Linked DNA regions of Mus musculus: regions 2 and 3 are each linked to region 1. The links are chromatin contacts, called in public HiChIP or PLAC-seq maps. All regions are on one chromosome and are shown on one strand. Each heading gives the region's core, a stretch centred on a gene start, on an enhancer-like site or on the middle of the called end of the contact. The rest is flanking DNA. Distances are from core to core; before and after follow the strand shown. Region 1 overlaps Gm35315 (zinc finger protein 431-like). Region 2 holds the start of 5430403G16Rik (RIKEN cDNA 5430403G16 gene). Region 3 holds the start of 4930522L14Rik (zinc finger protein 431-like).

Evidence for each region. HiChIP or PLAC-seq counts read pairs in DNA pulled down with a chosen protein or histone mark.
Region 2: an H3K4me3 HiChIP or PLAC-seq map of embryonic stem cells shows a contact between it and region 1, with 3 times the contacts expected there. The contact joins the promoter of 5430403G16Rik here to the enhancer-like site in region 1. A contact is called at or near these places in 1 of 39 promoter capture datasets (embryonic stem cells), 9 of 115 datasets of contacts at active chromatin or transcription factors (astrocytes, bone marrow-derived macrophages, embryonic limb bud and 5 more) and 1 of 9 other capture datasets (adipose tissue).
Region 3: an H3K27ac HiChIP or PLAC-seq map of embryonic stem cells shows a contact between it and region 1, with 2.5 times the contacts expected there. The contact joins the promoter of 4930522L14Rik here to the enhancer-like site in region 1. A contact is called at or near these places in 5 of 115 datasets of contacts at active chromatin or transcription factors (bone marrow-derived macrophages, embryonic stem cells, neural progenitor cells and 1 more) and 3 of 9 other capture datasets (adipose tissue, liver and macrophages).

What each region holds. Positions count from the first base shown.
Region 1 is chr5:110,081,073-110,084,736 of GRCm38.p6, reverse strand. The region is part of intron 2 of Gm35315 (zinc finger protein 431-like); the gene reads left to right. Among named protein-coding and RNA genes, the nearest start is that of Gm35315, 12 kb to the left of the region's middle. Within about 2 kb of position 1,551, at least 4 of the 459 cell types and tissues checked have an H3K27ac peak or open chromatin away from gene starts, as enhancers often do. A contact at or near this core is called in embryonic stem cells, where this site is marked.
Region 2 is chr5:109,688,936-109,692,599 of GRCm38.p6, reverse strand. It overlaps 5430403G16Rik (RIKEN cDNA 5430403G16 gene), which reads left to right and starts at 1,766. Exons shown (of 4, transcript NM_001378588.1): 1 at 1,766-1,864. The coding sequence starts at 1,862. It also overlaps the pseudogene Vmn2r-ps23.
Region 3 is chr5:109,794,699-109,798,362 of GRCm38.p6, reverse strand. It overlaps 4930522L14Rik (zinc finger protein 431-like), which reads left to right and starts at 1,794. Exons shown (of 3, transcript XM_011249625.2): 1 at 1,794-2,180.

The DNA.
Region 1 (3,664 bases), core at 302-2,801:
TGGGGCTCAGGGCCTTTAAGGAGGCGTTGAATCAGATACTGAGAGCACAACTTCCCACCATATGGGGCTGTGGTTATCAGTTGTAAGGCCATTAGAAGTTTGGTCAGAAATGTTTTTGAGAAACACTGAGTTTTCCCTTGTGCACCACTGTTAGATTAGACTTCTGAATGTGTCCCATTGTATGATGTTTCTGCTGACTTAATAGTTTCTTTATCTTTCGGCTGACTTCATAGATGCCCTCATCTTCCTTTTCCCTCGTGTAAATCATGTACAAGATGGTATTCTTAAGAATCTTACTTAGCCAGCGCTTGGGAGGCAGAGGCAGGCGGATTTCTGAGTTCAAGGCCAGCCTGGTCTACAAAGTGAGTTCCAGGACAGCCAGGCCTATACAGAGAAAAAAAAAAGCCTAAGAAGGTGTCCTAAGGGAAGCACACCCTCCTGCTAAGCCTTCAACCAATGGAAGAAGTAGGCAAAGTGATTCCTAGATCCAGGAAGGAAATTCATATAAAACCTGCTACAACTGTAGTCCAAGGTGGCATGGTCCATCCCAATTTAGAACCCAAACCTTGCAGGATCACCCAAGTTCTGGAAACAAGATGTAAGGTCCTAGATTCTTCCCCTGTGGTTTCAGTTCATCACTGTTTCAGCCATCTATGTTTAGCAGAGTCAAAGTCCCAGTGAGGGAGGATGCTGTGAGAGTGCGTTGTATGAATCTGTGAGGATAAAGCCTGAGTTGCATTCTGACACCAGGACATATTGAGATACCTAAGCTAGGAGACACCTGCCATGGAGAGCGGCATAGAGAGAGTGCAAGTAACTAAACTGAGAGATGTATGAGAAGTTTCAGGGATAGGGCCATCTAAGCCTTTTGAGACTGAGTCCCCTTGTGTCTGAGACAGAGCTACAGGATGTGGTGTGTGTCCTGCTGGGTTTTCTGCCTTGGTCCAGTCTTCCCACACTATGTACACATTCCTCTCTATTGGATGGGAGGGGGCATTCTGTGCCTTTGTATGTTGGGAAGATATAACTTACGTTTTGATTTTTTACAAGATGTGGCAATCAAGAGTGTCAGAAGAGACTTTGGACATCTGAACAGTGTATGGGTTGCTGCAGACTCTTAAGATCATTGAAGTTAAACGAAATACATTTTCATCATGGATGGCCATGAGCCTATAGTGACCAGGGTTAGAATGTAGCTGATTGAGTCAGAGAGCTCCCAGATATAATGTTGTCTATGAACACTTGTCTCTTTTTTTTGTGGCTTTCTTTGAGGAGCTTATAATGTTAGGGTCCAAGAATCACTGAAGGAAGACCCCAGACTCAAATAGTATGCAAAAGCAAAGAGCATTTTATTCTGCAGAATTCTATCATGCAGGATGGGGACAGACTTGTGAGCTTTGCAAGCTCCATTTAAACCCGATTAGGGGAATTCCAGGGAGGAGTAGGTGACTTTTATCCCGATTGTTTGACTCAATCCCCAGGGGGTGTGTGTGTCTTTGGGATTGGTCAAGGTTCTAGAGAATTTAGGGGATGTTCTGGAACCATTGCTCGTTAACTATTCTTGGCTCAGGCTTGGCTCATGCCTGATGGCAGGGGCAGCTCCTGGCTGCTCATGATTGGGGGAGGGGTCGTTTTCCTGGAATTGACTTGTTTGGACTTTTCCAGTTCTGGGAAGCAGAAACTTAGGCCTAGTCTCCCAAATTGTCAGTTTGCAGCCTGTCATGGAGTCAGCCTGGCTCTGGCCAATACAGTCTTTTCATTAGAAGCTTTCCTAGGAGCCAGGTGTGGTGGCGCACGCCTTTAATCCCAGCACTTGGGAGGCAGAGGCAGGCGGATTTCTGAGTTCGAGGCCAGCCTGGTCTACAAAGTGAGTTCCAGGACAGCCAGAGGTACGCAGAGAAACCAAAAAAAAAAAAAAAAAAAAAAAAAGAAGCTTTCCTAGGAGGGACCTTTGTAGATTCTTTATTGGGGATGAGATTTGAGTGTCTATAGTTTCAACCCATTTCCTGGTGTGTGTGTGTGTGTGTATGCGCGTGCATGTGCGTCCGTACTGTGTTGTGGTTGAACCTGATCAGTCAGCTTCATTCTCATGTTGTCTTGCTTTTACCATTATAGACTCTATCCCTAAATTTACATGAGATGCAGTTGAAGCAGTTGTTATTCAATGCTAAACTATTTTGTGAACCTGGTGTTTTTATATTTTTAATTTTGTTGTTTTGGCTTTGGTTTTTAAAGACAAAGTTTCTCTATGTAGCCCTGGCTGTCCTGAAAGTAGATGTGTAGAACAATCAAGGCTCAAACTTAAAGGTCCACCTGACTCTGGCTCCTAAGTGCTGGGATTAAATGTGGGCCAACATGCCTGGCTTTTTCTTTCTTTGTTTGTTTTTATATCATTAACTGATGGGCTTGCAATGTAGATTTTGGTACATGTCAAGCATGTGCTGTTGTGTTGATCTTCATGCACGTTGTGAATTTTGACATTTGGCAGAGAGAATTTTCTGTTTCTCAGGATGGGGAGTATTCATGACATTGATACTGCCTGAGCTTTACTGCCTGAGCTTTCTGAGTCATTGGATTGCAGGTGCATAGCATTCTTCCTACCTGTTGTGGTTGTTTTGATTTTTTTGAATGAATGAGTATTTTGCCTGTGTGCATGAATATGCACATTATGTATACCTGGTCCCCATAATAGTCAGAAAATGGCTTCAGAATTTCTGAACTTGGATAGTTGTGAAGCCCTGGCACACAAGTACTGGTAATTGAGTTCAGTTATTTGCAAGACCAGTAAGAGCTCTTCACTGGTGAGCCATCTCTTCTCCCATATATTGCTGATTTAGGATCAATGTTTACATTGCCAATATTTTCCTTTTTTTTTTTTTTTTTTTTTTTTTTTTTTTTGAGACAGGGTTTCTCTGTATAGCCCTGGCTGTCCTGGAACTCACTTTGTAGACCAGGCTGGCCTCGAACTCAGAAATCTGCCTGCCTCTGCCTCCCAACTGCTGGGATTAAAGATAGGGCCACCACCGCCCGGCCAATATTTCCATCTGTCCTTTTTTTTTTTTTTTTTTGTCTTTTTGAGACAGGGTTTCTCTGTAGCCTTGGCTGTCCTGTCACTTTGTAGACCAGGTCACTTTGTAGACCAGGCTGGCCTTGAACTCAGAGATCCACCTGCCTCTGCCTCCCAAGTGCTGGGATTAAAGGTGTGGCCAGCACCGCCCGGCCAATATTTTCATCTGTCCATTTTTAATGGTTTAAAGATGCATTCTCTTTTAGTAAGATCTCACTACTGTTATATTTTAATCTGGGAGCACTTCAGGATTCTGGAACATGAATACAGAACTGGAGTGAATGTGTAATTCTTTGTAGGAACTCCAGTAAAAACCTCTGAGTTCTTTCTATTTTTCTTGTTTGATTGATCTTTATAGGGAAGACAGGGTCTTTCTATGTACCTCTGGCTGTCTGGGATAGACCAGGCTGGCATAGAACTCAATGAGATACACCTGCATCTGCCTCCTGACTGCTGGGATTCAAGGCATGCATGAGGCATACACTAAGCTTGCCCATCATTTTCTGTAGTTAGTAATTGTTCATACAATTTCTCTGATGTGTGCTCAGTTCTGTTTGCCTTCTCCTCTGTTAGTCAGCATTTCTCTTGTAAGGCTGT
Region 2 (3,664 bases), core at 517-3,016, 390 kb after region 1:
CCCGTGGTCAGCAAGGTGAGAATAGGAGTCAATTCCAAGGCAGTGATTTCCTTCAAGAAAGGAAGCACTGGGATTTTATTGAGGGAGTCTGGATACGTTCACATCTAGGTTTCCTACTCCTACACGTGCTAAGTTAGCCATCGTTGGACTAGTTGGACTACAGCCTGTGAAATATTCCAATAAATCCACTTTGTACATACCTAGATTCCTCCTATCAGGTCTGTTCATCTAGAGAACCTTCACTAATACAGTTCTATGTGCGAATGTGTGTTCAGCTTCCCACGGAGGAAGGTGTGCTGGCTAACAGCAGTGCTCCACAGGGTTTGTCATCTGGTTCCTGTTTGTCTCCCAGGGTTCACATACCTACCAGCTGAAAACTAGCTGCACTTTACCTAAGCCCAGCGTGAAGGACTCAACTGAAGTGAAATTAGAGTATTTTCCGGTTATTAGGGGTAGCTCTCTAGAGGATTCACTGATCCCAAGGCAGCAGAGAGTTCACTGGTCCCAAGGAGGTCAGAGAAGTTATGGGATGGGAGAATAAGGAGCAGAGGTGGGGAGAAAAAGCCAGCAAGGCAAGCTGGGAGAGAAAAATGCAGGGGAGTAGGGATTGGGAGGGGAAGTGGAGGGAGAAGGAGGGAGAAAGACTGGAGAGGGAAGAAAGGGGAGAGAGATGGAGACAGAGAAACAGAGACACAAAGAGTACAAAATGTCTGGATTATATAGGAAGGGCTTCTAGGAAGGGAAAGCCTGGCCGCTGGGCTGGGAGTTCAAGGTACAAGGTGGGGTCTGTCAACCTTGCCCTGTAACAGGTGGAGACTGAGGAGTGCTGGGAGAACCTGGAGGCCCAGCTCTAACCTTCCCAGCCTTGCGCAGACTAAGCAGACCTTGAACATTCGCCATGACAACCCAGGACAGAGACATCTGTCTTTGTTGAGGTGCAGGTTCTCATGGGAACTTAGCTGTTTTGGCTGCCTGCACTGACATTGCTCTACAACATACTGCAGCTGAAGAGGGGGATGGATTTTGTAGGTTTTCCCTTTATAAACGCAAACCTTATTATTAAATTTTGAGCCTTGATCAGAACCTTTGCTTGGCTTCATTCTTCTCTCACCCCAATACCTATTCATTTCCACAGGTTTCAGGTAAACCCAGTTTGCCCATGGCAGGTGGATGGCTCCTTTGGTATGTTAATAATATGCAGATCAGCCTCTGTTCCTGGGTCTCAATCCCAACAGCAAGAATACAGAACTATTCTTTGCCCATGACACAATTTAATTGTTAATATTCTGGGCACCTTTTCGCTTGTGGGACAGATTGATAAATCCCCTGCAGGTTGAGTAATGAATGGGCTATGCAAGCTCCCTACCTTGATTTAAGGAGGAAGAAGGCAAACAACCTAGTGAGTGAGGGAAGCTCTGGCTGACATCAGGCCCTGGCGATCACAGGGTTACTGCCTACCTAGGGGAGGAGCCAGCGGCAGAGTAGTGGCAGGGGACTGATGGTTCCTCCATGGGGCTGCGCGGGGAGACAGATCGGTAGCCTATTGGAGGATCGACACAAATACTACAGAATTGGAAATCCCTGCAGGTCTGGACTTGCAGCTTGTTGGGCTGAGAACCTCTACACCGCGTACCTTCAGCACACTCTAACCCTAAGGGAGGTGCTCCAGTCACTCAAGACTTGTTGGCCAATCAGAGTCTCTCGGCGGACCTGCAAATCAAAAGGAAGGCGGGTTTTTCCGGGTGCATTGGAGCCTGTTTCGCTTAGTTGCTGAGCCTACTTGATTGGTCCCCTGTTCTGTGCTCTCCGTCCTGAGGCTGAATGCTGTTTAGGGTGCTCAGGCAAGCTCCGAAGTTGCGACATGGTGAGCACAGGGTCACTGAAAACAATGGGGAGAAGCAGCGCGAGCTGCTAGTGTGGGTCTTTCCCTGCGCTGCGTGGGAATCCGCGGCCACCTGTGAGGTCCCCTGTGGTCCTAGCCACTCGCGGGTCCCAGCTGTAGCGTCTGAATAACTTCCCCGTGGGGGCTGCATCTGTGCTGAGCATTTGGCTTGTGTGTAGAGAGATCTTTGGCGTGATCCCATACTCAGAGAGTCCAACTTTCTACAAGTTCTGTTCTTAGCACTTGAGATTAAGGTGGACAATCCATTTGGAGTTCATTTTGTGGAGGTTGTAAAAGGCATCTCTTGTGCTGGGTAGCAATTCAATGTCAAGCTGTGATGTTAAAGAGTAGAATTGATGATGTAAAGGATTTAGTAAAGCTTAGGAAATAGTAAGGCACACCAAGTAGAATTTAGCTGAGGGAGGACTGCCTCACACCTCACAGATAAGTACTATGCCAACCAGGGCAGTTAGAGGTTAGGATGCTAGGATACACATGCTTGTTCACCAGCATTGTCCAGAAATCATAACAAAGGAAACAAACGATTTATAATCTGCCACTAGGCCCATCTCCTTATCAAAGAGCAGGCCTCTAACTAGCAGCTCAATGGGGCATTACAGGATCATAACCAACAGCAAGGCCTCTTGTGCCATAAGGTTCAGTTTTCTTCTTGAGAAAAACATAGTTCTGCCACACTGGCTAGATGGCATCTAGTGACAACCATTTGAAAACTTAAAAGAACAAAACAAAAAGCCCACAACCATTGCATTGAGTGCAGGCCTGATCCAGCTACACTTTCCCTGAGGTCCCCATGTCTGGAGCAGGCCACAGCTCCTTCTGAAACCCAACAACATGCTTGGCAGAGCCATTCACAGCCTGGGCCTAGTCCTTGGGAGCTTTCCCTGAGGCCCTGGGTATAGAGAAAACAGGGCTCCTTGACTTCGTTTTTTTTTTGTTTTTTGTTTTTTTTTTTGTTTTGTAGAACATTTTCAATATTTTCAATTGTTAATATTTTTAAAAGAGAATAATTATTTTAAGATATACTTCACTGTTATATCCTCCTTTTCATTTCTGATTTTATTAATTAGGATACTGTCTCTGTGTCCTCTGGTTAGTCTGGTTTATCTAGTTGATTTTCTCAAAGAAACAGCTCCTGGTCTTGTTGATTCTGTATATAGTTATTTTTCTTTCTACTGCTTGATTTCACCCCGGAGTCTGATTCTTTCCTGACATCTCCTCCTCTTGGGTGCATTTGCAGAGCTCCTTCTCTAAATTCAGGAATGTGCCTGGGAGCTGGTAATGGTCTGGGGCAGGGCCTTTGGGAGGGGTTGAATCAGATTCTGAGAGCACAACTTCCCACCATATGGGGCTGTGGTTATCAGTTCCAAGGCCACTAGAGGCTTGGTCAGAAATGTTTTTTAGAAACACTGAGTTGTCCCTTGTGCAGCAGTGTTTGATTAGCTTTCTCCTGAGTGTGTCCAATTGTCTGATGTTTCTGTGGACTTCATACTTTCTTCATCTTTCTGCTGACTTCAGAGGTGTCTCCCATCTCCTTCCTTTTCCCTCATGTCAATCGTGTACAAGATGGTATTCTTAAGAAGCTGACTTAGCATAAGCCATAGCTTGTGTAAGACCTCCCCACCCCAGCTTTTATACTCTCTACCTTTTCCTTTTCCGATGTTTTTCATCATCTGGAACCTTCCACTTAGGACGCTGTCACTAACCTGCTGTGTTAGGGCACTGGTGTCCTTAAGAAATGATCCTGGAATATGCTTGCTGTGC
Region 3 (3,664 bases), core at 545-3,044, 290 kb after region 1:
GGTAAGTAGACAAAGAGAACCAGCTCCCATCTTCAGTGTCCTTTCTCTCTGTAGGTTTCCACCAGAAGCAGTGGCCTAGAGTAAAGGGGGGTTTTATCACCTCAAAAAAATTCCAGATTAAAGAAGGGTTTTCACAGTTCAAAAGGTATAAAAAAACAAAAAACAAACAAACAAACAAACAAAAACCCCAAAAAAACCTCCCCAGGACCCAAACTCTTTCAGGTTTAGTTAATTCCACATTCAGTTTGACTATAGGAAAAGCCTAAATGCAGGACATGATGAAAGAGTGGAGAAAAATGTCCCCCCCACCCCCACCCTCACCCCCACCCCCGAGGCCAGCAAGGTGAGAATAGGAGTCAATTCCAAGGCAGTGATTTCCTTCAAGAAAGGAAGCACTGGGATTTTACTGCGGGAGTCTGGATAAGTTCACATCTAGGTTTCCTACTTCTACACGTGCTAAGTTAGCCATCGTTGGACTAGTTGGACCACAGCCTGTGAAATATTCCAATAAATCCACTTTGTACATACCTAGATTCCTCCTATCAGGTCTGTTCATCTAGAGAACCTTCACTAATACAGTTCTATGTGCGAATGTGTGTTCACCTTCCCACGGAGGAAGGTGTGCTGGCTAACAGCAGTGCTCCACAGGGTTTGTCATCTGGTTCCTGTTTGTCTCCCAGGGTTCACATACCTACCAGCTGAAAACTAGCTGCACTTTACCTAAGCCCAGCGTGAAGGACTCAACCCAAGTGAAATTAGAGTATTTTCCGGTTTATTAGGGGTAGCTCTCTAGAGGATTCACTGATCCCAAGGAAGTAGAGAGTTCACTAGTCCCAAGGAGGTCAGAGAAGTTATGGGATGGGAGAATAAGGAGCAGAGGTGGCGAGAAAAAGCCAGCAAGACAAGCTGGGAGAGAAAAATGCAGGGGAGTAGGGATTGGGAGGGGAAGTGGAGGGAGAAGGAGGGAGAAAGACTGGAGAGGGAAGAAAGGGGAGAGAGATCGAGACAGAAACAGAGACACAAAGAGTACAAAATGTCTGGATTATGTAGAAAGGGCTTCTAGGAAGGGAAAGCCTGGCCGCTGGGCTGGGAGTTCAAGGTACAAGGTGGGGTCTGCCAACCTTGCCCTGTAACAGGTGGAGACTGAGGACTGCTGGGAGAACCTGGAGGCCCAGCTCTAACCTTCCCAGCCTTGAGCAGACCTTGAACATTCGCCATGACAACCCAGGACAGAGACATCTGTCTTTGTTGCAGTTGCAGGTTCTCATGGGAACTTAGCTGTTTTGGCTGCCTGCACTGACATTGCTCTACAACATACTGCAGCTGAAGAGGGGGATGGGTTTTGTAGGTTTTCCCTTTATAAACGCAAACCTTATTATTAAACTTTGAGCCTTGATCAGAACCTTTGCTTGGCTTCATTCTTCTCTCACCCCAATACCTATTCATTTCCAGTTCAGGTTTCAGGTAAACCCAGTTTGCCCATGGCAGGTGGATGGCTCCTTTGGTTTGTTAATAATATGCAGATCAGCCTCTGTTCCTGGGTCTCAATCCCAACAGCAAGAAAACAGAACTATTGTTTGCCCATGACACAATTTAATTGTTAATATTCTGGGCACCTTTTCGCTTGTGGGACAGATTGATAAATCCCCTGCAAGTTGAGTAATGGGCTATGTAAGCTCCCTACCTTGATTCAAGGAGGAAGAAGGCAAACAACCTAGTGAGTGATTGAAGCTCTGGCTGACATCAGGCCCTGGCGATCATAGGGTCACTGCCTACCTAGGGGAGGAGCAAGCAGTGGAACAATGACAGGGAAGTGGTTGGGCTTCCCTGGGGCTGCGCGGGGAGACACATGGGTTGCCTATTGGAGGATCGACACAAATACTACAGAATTGGAAAATGCTGCAGGTCTGGACTTGCAGCTTGTTGGGCTGAGAACCTCTACACGTTGTATCTTCAGCACACTCTAACCCTAAGGGAGGTGCTCCAGTCACTCAAGACTTGTTGGCCAATCAGAGTCTCTCGGCGGAACTGCAAATCAAAAGGAAGGCGGGTTTTTCCGGGTGCAGTGGCGCCTGTTTTGCTTAGTTGCTGAGCTGACTTGATTTGTCCCCTGTTCTGTGCTCTGTCCTGCCGCTGGATGCTGTTTAGGGTGTTCAGGCAAGCTCCGAAGTTGCGACATGGTGAGTACAGGGTCACTGAAAACAATGGGGAGAAACCGGGGTCTGAGCAGCGCGAGCTGCTGCGGTGGGTCTTTCCTGGGACTGCGTGGGATTCCGCGGCCACCTGTGAGGTCCCCTGTGGTCCTAGCCATTCGCGTGACCCAGCTGTAGCGTCTGAATAACTTCGCTGTGGGGGCTGCACGTGTGCAGATCATTTGGCCTGTGTGTAGAGAGATCTTTGGCGTGATCCCAAACTCAGAGAGTCCAGGACTTTCTACAAGTTCTGTTCTTAGCACTTGAGATTAAGGTGGACAATCCATTTGGAGTTCATTTTGTGGAGGTTGTAAAAGGCATCTCTTGTGCTGGGTAGCAATTCAATGTCAAGCTGTGATGTTAAAGAGTAGAATTGATGATGTAAAGGATTTAGTAAAGCTTAGGAAATAGTAAGGCACACCAAGTAGAATTTAGCTGAGGGAGGACTGCCTCACACCTCACAGATAAGTACTATGCCAGCCAGGGCAGTTAGAGGTTAGGATGCTAGGGTACACATGCTTGTTCACCAGCATTGTCTAGAATTCATAACAAAGGAAACAAACGATTCATAATCTGACACTAGGCCCATCTCCTTATCAAAGAGCAGGCCTCTAACCAGCTGCTCAGTGGGGTATTACAGGATCATAACCAACAGCAAGGCCTCTTGTGCCATAAGGTTCAGTTTTCTTCTTGAGAAAAGCATAGTTCTGCCACACTGGCTAGATGACATCTAGTGACAACCATTTGAAAACTTAAAAAAACAAAACAAAACAAAACAAAACAGAAAAACCCACAACCATTGCATTGAGTGTAGGCCTGATCCAGCAATGCTTTCCCTGAGGTCCCCATGTCTGGAGCAGGACACAGCTCCTATTGAAACTCAGGAAAATGGTTGTCAGAGCCAGTCACAGTCTGGGCCTAGTCCTTGGGAGCTTTCCCTGAGGCCCTGGGTATAGAGAGAAAACAGGGCTCCTTTACTTCGTTTTTTGTTTTTGTTTTGTAGAACATGATTTTAATATTTTCAATTGTTAATATTTTTTAAAGAGAATAATTATTTTAAGATATATTTCACTGTTATATCTTCCTTTTCATTTCTGATTTTATTAATTAGGATACTGTCTGTGTGCCCTCTGGTTAGTCTGGTTTATCTCGTTGATTTTCTCATAGAAACAGCTCCTGGTCTTGTTGATTCTGTATAGAGTTCTTTTTGTTTCTATTTGTTTGATTTCAGCCCCGACTCTGACTCTTTCCTGACATCTTCTCCTCTTGGGTGCATTTGCAGAGCTCCTACTCTAAAACCTGGAATGTGCTTGGGAGAGCTAGTAATGGTCTGGGGCAGGGCCTTTGGGAGGCATTGAATCAGATTCTGAGAGCACAACTTCCCACCATATGGGGCTGTGGTTATCAGTTCCAAGGCCACTAGAAGTTTGGTCAGAAATGTTTTTGAGAAACACTGAGTTGTCCCTTGGGCA